3 separate regions of the Mus musculus genome follow, and regions 2 and 3 are each linked to region 1. The links are chromatin contacts, called in public HiChIP or PLAC-seq maps. All regions are on one chromosome and are shown on one strand. The core of a region is the stretch at or near the end of the contact, and the rest is flanking DNA. Distances in the headings are between cores, read along the strand shown. Region 1 has its middle 12 kb from the start of Car6. Region 2 has its middle 26 kb from the start of Slc45a1. Region 3 overlaps Rere (arginine glutamic acid dipeptide (RE) repeats).

Region 1 (2,663 bases), core at 109-2,608:
GTCAGATCCCTGGCACTTCGTAAATTCTGTGTGGTGGTGCACACTTGTAACCTCAGCATGAGGGAGGCAGATGTAAAAGGATCAGGAGTTCAAAGGCATCCTCAGAAATATGGTTAAGTTTGGGGCCAGCCTGGTCTCTAATAAACAGAGAGTAGAATTCAGAGGGGGAATGCGGGTGGCACCACACACTCCCGCTATGCTGCAGACAAAGCAGACCTCCTGCTAACCTCAGCTTCTCTTCCTTCCTGACTTCCCCTCTATTCAGACACTTGTTTTAGCAATAACTCAGGACTTGGCATCTACTCTGCTTTTGGAAACCCAAATTAAGAAAATAACATTGGGGGCTGGTGAGATGGTGCAGTGGGTAAGAGCACCCTTCTGCTCTTCCGAAGGTCCGGAGTTCAAATCCCAGCAACCACATGGTGGCTCACAACCATCCATAAAGAGATCTGACTCCCTCTTCTGGAGTGTCTGAAGACAGCTACAGTGTACTTACATATAATCAATAAATAAATCTTTAAAAAGAAAATAACATTGAGTGCCGGAGAGATGGTTTAGAGGCTAAGAGCACTCAACTGCTCTTGCTGAGAGACCCAGGTTTTGTTCCCAGCAAGCACATGGTAGCTCACAACCATCTGAAACTCCAGTGACGCCCTCTTCTGACCTCCCCGGGCACTGAATACATACTGTGCACACGAATACACGTGGGTATTCACACATAAACAGCAAATAAAATTGGGTAAATATTTTTTAGAACATGTCATTGGTTGGGTATGGTGGTGTAAACCTTTAATCCCAGAACTCAGCTTGTAGCAGTAGATTGCTAATTCTCTCTATATTTCCCCGTAGGTGCATGCGCCTCCTCTACACCTGCCCAAATGTTTTGGAGTTCCCCCCCCCAAAAGATACACACACACACACACACACACACACACACACACACACACACACGGCCCCATCTTTAATATGCCTTAAGCAGCACAATAGCTGGGCACTTTCAAACCTCCCCGAGGCTAGCACTCTCCCCACCGATTTTCCTGAGCTAATACTTTCTAAAGTCTATATTTCATCTCTGCTATCCCAGACCCAATTGGGGAAGTGGCCCATGGGGCCTCTACTCTGACATGGCTGGGTGCTTTCCTTCTTGCTCCCTCACGCGTGATCTCTCTGCTTCCTGGTCAAGGCGATTTGGCTTGCCTCACCCCTCACCCCCCTCCCCGGCCTCACGCCCCCACCCCCGCCCCCGCGTTTCTTGCTCCAGAATCCTAAAAGTCCCGCCTCTGTCTCTCTGCCCAGCTATTGGCCGCTGGCAAATTTATTTCCCAATCAGAGCCAACTGTGGGCAGGGACGCTCACTCAGCTCAGACGTACTAGTTCCCGTGTGATTTCGAGCCAAAGTAACACAAATAGCATTAGAACCAATCCACAACACTCAGAAGAGGCAGGCAGACCTCTGCGAGTTCCAGACCAGCCAATGCTGCCTAATAAATCCCTGTCTCATTGAAGGAGGAAGACGACGAGGGATCTACCACCTTTATGTATGCAGTGTGATCTGGGTCAGGGCACAGCCTGATACCCACAGTTTACTGATCCTTCATGTTTTATGTGCATGGAATCACACATCAGCAGCCTTCATGCCTGGCTTCTAACTGCACTCTGTCGTGTGTCCACACTTCATTGTTTGATGACAGGGTAATGTGCTGTGATGTATATTATATATACATATTGTTAATGTCCAGGAGTTGCCCCTCAAACCACCTGAACACCGATCTCAGTTAAGCAGGGGTGGTTTATTGAATGCATAGCTCAAGACTGATTGACCAGGCCAACAGCTCAAAGCTCCAAGCTGGACATTTCTCAGGGCCAGCTTATAAAGGCTAAAAACCCGAAACCACAATGAGCTCATGCGCAGTCACTGCCCAATGAGCCGCCCTGACTCAAGCCATTTTAGACATAACCGTTCATACTGACGTTTAACTTGATGGGTCGTACATGAAGCTTATAATGGTGGAATTTCTTAAGATTGACGAACTTCATAACATATGTTACAGGGTATGTGGCCAGCACGACCCTGCTCTGAGTCAAGTTATTTTTTTTGTGTGTGCGTGTGACTGGCAGGCATATTTCAGCAACAATGTAAAATAGCTGGCAGGCATGGAGAAAGGTCAGCTGGGTGCTTTCTCTGCCTCTCAAAACTAACATCTGGCTCCTGAGTCTTCACTGGTAACATCCAAAGATTGAGCTTTTGTTTAAAAACAAAAACAAACAAACAAACAAAACAGTGCAGCTGGAGAGATGGCTCAGCAGTTAAGAGAACTGGCTGCTCTTCCAGAGGTCCTGAATTCAGTCCCCAACAACCACATGATGGCTCACAACCATCTGTCATGGGATCTGATGCCGTCTTCTGGTGTGTCTGAAGACAGCGACAGTGTACTCACATACATAAAATAAATAAATAACTTTTTAAAAAACAACAGCAGTGGATCCTCTGGAAAAGCAGCCAGTGCTCTTAACTAAGAACATGAAAACTTCTGTAACTTTGTAACTTTTTTTCTTGTTACATTTTATTTGTGTGTGTGTGTCATATGTATGCACACATGGAGGTCAGAAGACAGCGTTTTTCTCCTTCCACTTTGTGAGTACCGGGAATAGACAGCAGGTGG
Region 2 (2,663 bases), core at 45-2,544, 470 kb after region 1:
ACCAGACTGGCCCTGAGCATAGAGATCCGCCTGCCTCTGCCTCCTGAGTGCTAGCATTAAAGGTGTGCACCACCACACCTGGGTCAATGTCTAATTCTTAGTCTGTGGCTATAATAAACTGTCTCCCTCTGGGAAGGTTCAAGTTTCTAATGAATGGTTGAACACTTTTACATGTTGTGTGTTCTTATTGCAAACAGCAATGTTGTTGAAGGAGAGCAGGGACCCAGCTTCAGGCTCCCCTCAGAAAACCTTGAGACCAACATTACACCACTACCAGCTACTCCCTTGCCTCAGAGACACACCAGAGCCAGAAAGTGTCTCCTGTCATCATCTACCTGGGCCAAAGGACAACTGTAGGCTCAGATGTTGGCTTAACAGCAGGGGGTCTTGGGAAGGGGGAATTACAAGGTGTTAATTTTCAAGATAATGATATATATTTAAAAATTAGGGTAGAACTCAACAAGTTGGTTGCAGTTTCTGCTTCAGTCTTTTTATAAGGATTGTGCTGGTAGGGTGTATGGCAGGGTGTACGGTAGGATGTATGGTGGGGTGCACAGTAGAGTGTATGGTGGGGTGCACAGTAGGATATATGGTGGGGTGCACAGTAGGGTGTATGGTGGGGTGCACAGTAGGGTGTATGGTAGGGTGCACAGTAGGGTGTTTGGTGGGGTGTATGGTAAGGTGCACAGTAGGTACACAGTAGGGTGCATGGAAGGACAAAGGCTGAGAGACTCTGGCTTCTGAAGCAGTGGTCCCTGGGGGAAACAGGACCATTTAATCCATGTAAATGCTAAGCCATGGCCTGTGCGGTAATATTTCTTGAAAGAGTGGCAAGCCACCTACTTTGTAAGCACAAAGCGGACAAGCCCTCTCTCAGCAGGCACACCCCGCTACCCCTGGCTGGGCAGCGCACCATAATTCTTCTCCTTTGAGGCTTCTTTTAAATGTTGGGGGAATAAAGGTTTAGGAAGGTTGGAAAGGAAGCCAAACGGCTTTTATCCGATTAGCCCAGGCAATGGCACAAGAGCATTCCCCCCCACCCCGAGAAGAAAAGCCACTGGCAGGAGAAGCCTGCATAGCAACGGGATCTCACACTGTTCCAGGATGTCCCTGAAACTCGGGGAGGGAAAGCTGGCGGAAATGAAGGTGGGGGAGGGGGTGGGGGAGGAAGGTGGGGGAGGGGGGAGGGTGCATGAGCTTTAGATCAGTTGAACGGGGGGCTGGGGGTGGACTCTGTCTGGAGTGCTGCCTATTTAACATAACAAAGTGGACCTGGCCTCCAGGTTCTCCCAGCATCCCTCAGTCCCTACCTGCTATGGCGTAAGTCTGGCATCCCCCCCCCCCACTCCCTTCCACCAGCCTGGGGCTGGGCTGCCCTTCCCCCAGAGGCTGTTCCCTATATAATTCAGACGCTTTGGTCACCTACCCTCTCTGCCTCTTTTGCACCTTTGGCTCCTGGCTCTATACTTGGCTCCCCTCTCTCCCTGCCCCTCCCCCTCTCCTCCCATGCTTCAGGGTCAAGACCACTCTGGACTCTCCCAGATGTGTCTGCCTCTGGTTATGCTCTCCCACGGTCTATAATAAACTTTCCCTCCACCATACCAAGGAGTAGTCACCTCTACCTTCTCTCTCTCTCTCTCTCTCTCTCTCTCTTTCGTTCTTCTCATTAAGGTTTGATGGCCAGTCGGTTCTTGCTTTCCACCTGTGGGTTCCCAGGGACTTGGCTCAAGTTGTGGGGCTTGGGAGCCTTTACCTGCTGATCCTCCTCAGTGGGCCCGTGTTGAGTTTTGTTTCTTTGTTCACTTGTTTGTTTATTTGGAGCCAGTGTCTCTGGCTCGCCTGGAACTCATTGTGCAGGCCAGGGTGGCCTCAAACTTGGGGCAATCCTCCTGCCTCTAGCACCTAAGTGTGCACACCACTTCTCCAGAAACAATGTGTGTGGTGAAGCCGCTGCAGGGGTCAGAGGACGGCTTTGTGGAGTCAACTCTATCCATTTTCATGGCGGTTCCGGGGATTGAACTCTCGCTCGAAGGCCGTCAACCTTTCATGGCAAGAGCCTTTACCTGCCAAGCCACCTTGCCAGCCCCAGATTATATAATTATGAGCTAAGAAACAGGGACTTCTGAGCCGCAGGCAAGATCAAAAGCCTTTACTTATGACACGAGCGAGCAGCATGGGCTTTCATAGCACGCATGCTCAGAAAACGCTAGCGGTAGCATGCTCGGAGAGCGCATGCTCAGGAAACGCTAGTGGTAGCATGCTCGGAGAGCGCATGCTCAGGAAACGCTAGCGGCAGCATGCTCGGAGAGCGCATGCTCAGGAAACGCTAGCGGTAGCATGCTCGGAGAGCGCAGGCCTGAGTTCTGGGACGTCATAGTGGTACCAGCCTTACACAGACTAAAGTGAATGGCTGCAGGCTTCAGGTTGTTCAAAGACCTCAAAGGTCCTAGAAATCAGTTTAGGCAACTGTTACTGTTGGTGGCAGGAGGGAGCGAAGCTGAGGGTTTCCTCAGGGTCTGTCTTGGTGACAGGAAACTAGATGACATAGAAGATGAATCCTGTTTCCATCCAGAGCTTCACGCTCTGCTATGTTTCCAGAGCCCCCATGTCACATGATCCAAGAAAAAAGATGGTGGGCTGGCTGGTCTTGTGTCAACTTGACA
Region 3 (2,663 bases), core at 46-2,545, 380 kb after region 1:
GTGGATGCTGGGACCTGAACTTAGGTTTTCTGGAAGAAAAGCCTGTGCTCTTAAATACTGAGCCATCTCTTTGATCCTTAAAAAGATAATTTAAAAGAATTATTATTCCAGCCTCTGGGGAGACCGGAAGTTGCAGGGTCTGAAGTTAGGGAACTCTGAAGAACCACTCTCTTTAGAAAGGAGATGGTCTAAAGGTACAGCTTAGTGGTAGAGCACATGCTTAGCATGTGAAGGCCCTAAACTCAGCTGCAGCACAAAGAGCAAATGTGTGAAATGGAAGGGAGTCCGGCCCTGTGTTGGAACTCAGGCTGCCCTAAAGCCAGCCTCCTAGCCCTGACCTCTGTCCCCTGCACCAAACCATTCTAACTGTGGTCAAGGAAACCAGGAATAACTCTTGACTTTTCTATTACATTTTGTTGGGTTTTATATCTTACAAAATTGTATATGGGTATTATGCCTTTTTTTTTTAACTTTAAAAAAATATGACATTCTGTAAGACAACGTGTGGTTTTAGGTTGTTTATTTAAGAGATGAGTTAGCATATTCTTCTTACTACCCATTCATTTTGTAACTATTTACTAAATAGCTACAGCATTACATAATTGTAATGCAGTGGTAGTAGGTGTGGCTATGCTCAGTGCTTCAAAAAACCAGGAAGTGCAGGGGAGGAAATGGTAGTTTGTCTTTGGTTTTATGGGGTTTTGGTAGGTTTTTTTTGTTTTGTTTTGTTTTTTGTTTGTTTGTTACTGGTTTGTTTTTTTGTTTTGTTTTTTGTTTTTTGAATAAAGCCCGTGTTCTCTAGTTACAGATGTCAGGTCTGTGACAGAGACAGTGTAAGTGACAGTGTGTGAAGCCAGGCCCTACTGGGCAGATTAGGAACCCTGCTCAGGTTCCACTCACATACTCCATGTAGCCTTGAACTCCAGATTTTATTATCTGCACCCACCAGGGACTGGGATTTGAAGCATGTGCCTGACATGACAGGACACTGGGAATTTCAAACAGAAAATGTAAGGGACACAGTATGGAAACTGTAATAGGCTGGGTTATAATGCCCGAGAGCAGTGGCTCTCAGCCTTCCTACTGCCCTTTGATACAGTTCCTCATTTTGTGATGACCCCTCCCCCACCATAAAATTATTTTTGTTTCTGTTTTGGAATTATAATTTTGCTACTGCTATATGTCATAATGTAAATATCTGTGGTTGAGAAAGAGTCATTCGACCTCCAGAGGGGTCACAACCCACAGGTTGAGAGCAGCAGCTCTAGAGTATCCCACATGACCACAAGAAATACTCATAGTTTGCCAATAGAAGTGTGTGTGCGTGTGTGTATGTGTAACTTTGGTGGTGGCTCACCCCTTTAATCCTGACACTTGGGAGGCAGAGGCAGGCGGATTTCTGAGTTCTAGGCCAGCCTGGTCTATAAAGTGAGTTCCAAGACAGCCAGGGCTATACAGAGAAACCCTGTCTCCAAAAAAAAAAAAAAAAGTAAAAAATAAAAATAAAAGGAAAGAAAAGAAAAGAAAAGTAGTTACAGGATGTTGCAAGTCCCCCAACATCAGTGTCCAGTCAACATCAGTGATAGTTCTTCACCGAACTTGCCCCAGAAACCCCTAGTAGCCAGCTGTAGACTGGTAGCTGTGTTTCTTGTTTTTGTTCTTAATCCTACTAAAACTCTGTTAATGTACATATCCTTCCTTTTTCTTATTTTGTGTGTGTGTGTGTGTGTGTGTGTGTGTGTGTGTGTGTGTGTGTGTGTTGGCTAGAGTCAAGCCCAGTACTTACTTGGTGAAGTCTGTGCCACTGCACTATATCCATCAAGAATTGACCCTCAGTTCTTCTGCTGATGAAATCAGAATGGAAGCAGGGTGGGCGGGGCAGCAGAGAGGCTGCTGGTGTGCATGGGCCTGCTAGTTCCTAGTGAGATGCTGAGCTGGGAGCTGGGCGTTTAGACTGTGTCCTTCCCAGGCACCATCACTAGCCCTGAGCTTTTTTTTAAAAACAAGTCTCACTGTGTAGCCCCAGCTGTCCTAGAACTAGCTATATAGATCAGGGTGGCCTCGAATAATGGCCTTACTCTATGGCTGTATGCGGTGCCTGTGGTTTGAGGTGAGTAAGAACAGAGGAAGAAAGTATATTTAAAGTTCATACTTCCCAGGTGAACTTAGTTCTGAATTTCTGGTCCTTTTGTTTGTTTGGGGTTTTTGATTTGTTTTAACTTTTGAGACAATGTTTCTGTGTATAGTACTGGCTGTCAACCACACCAATAAAGAAAGGCATCAATGTTGACCTCCGCTGACTGTGCAAGCAAGGGCCTCAGAGAGAGTTTAGAAGAGCAAGAAAAGGCACAGCCAGGGAAGCCTAGTGTTCTGTTACCAGATCATGGAAGGAAATTCTGGCTCAAGGTAGTTTTTTAATAGGTTAATGAGTGTAAATGAAAAACTATCATTTGCAGCAGAAGGTGCTGGTCTGAGCTGTGTTGAGTCTTGTTTGTCCATACTGGCTGAGATTCTGGCCTATAGTGTTAGCATTAGTTGTATGATGTGCTGACGTTCTTCCTGTGTATGCAGAATGGGCCTCATTGCGTCCTGCTCACAGCAGAACTGTCTGAGGCTTTGGAGACCTGTGTTTCAGTTGTACAGCTCCAGGTGAGAAAGGCTAA

What was found. HiChIP or PLAC-seq counts read pairs in DNA pulled down with a chosen protein or histone mark.
Region 2: a contact with region 1 is called in an H3K27ac HiChIP or PLAC-seq map of embryonic stem cells, with 5 read pairs. The contact joins two enhancer-like sites. A contact is called at or near these places in 4 of 115 datasets of contacts at active chromatin or transcription factors (embryonic stem cells and hepatocytes).
Region 3: an H3K27ac HiChIP or PLAC-seq map of microglia shows a contact between it and region 1, with 4 times the contacts expected there. The contact joins two enhancer-like sites. A contact is called at or near these places in 1 of 39 promoter capture datasets (liver), 3 of 115 datasets of contacts at active chromatin or transcription factors (hepatocytes, large pre-B cells and microglia) and 2 of 9 other capture datasets (embryonic stem cells and liver).

What each region holds. Positions count from the first base shown.
Region 1 is chr4:150,211,458-150,214,120 of GRCm38.p6, forward strand. No RefSeq gene overlaps it. Among named protein-coding and RNA genes, the nearest start is that of Car6, 12 kb to the left of the region's middle. Within about 2 kb of position 1,359, at least 190 of the 459 cell types and tissues checked have an H3K27ac peak or open chromatin away from gene starts, as enhancers often do. A contact at or near this core is called in embryonic stem cells, hepatocytes, liver and 1 more, where this site is marked.
Region 2 is chr4:150,676,712-150,679,374 of GRCm38.p6, forward strand. No RefSeq gene overlaps it. Among named protein-coding and RNA genes, the nearest start is that of Slc45a1, 26 kb to the left of the region's middle. Within about 2 kb of position 1,295, at least 33 of the 459 cell types and tissues checked have an H3K27ac peak or open chromatin away from gene starts, as enhancers often do. A contact at or near this core is called in embryonic stem cells, where this site is marked.
Region 3 is chr4:150,593,391-150,596,053 of GRCm38.p6, forward strand. The region is part of intron 12 of Rere (arginine glutamic acid dipeptide (RE) repeats); the gene reads left to right. Among named protein-coding and RNA genes, the nearest start is that of Slc45a1, 57 kb to the right of the region's middle. Within about 2 kb of position 1,296, at least 75 of the 459 cell types and tissues checked have an H3K27ac peak or open chromatin away from gene starts, as enhancers often do. A contact at or near this core is called in hepatocytes, liver and microglia, where this site is marked.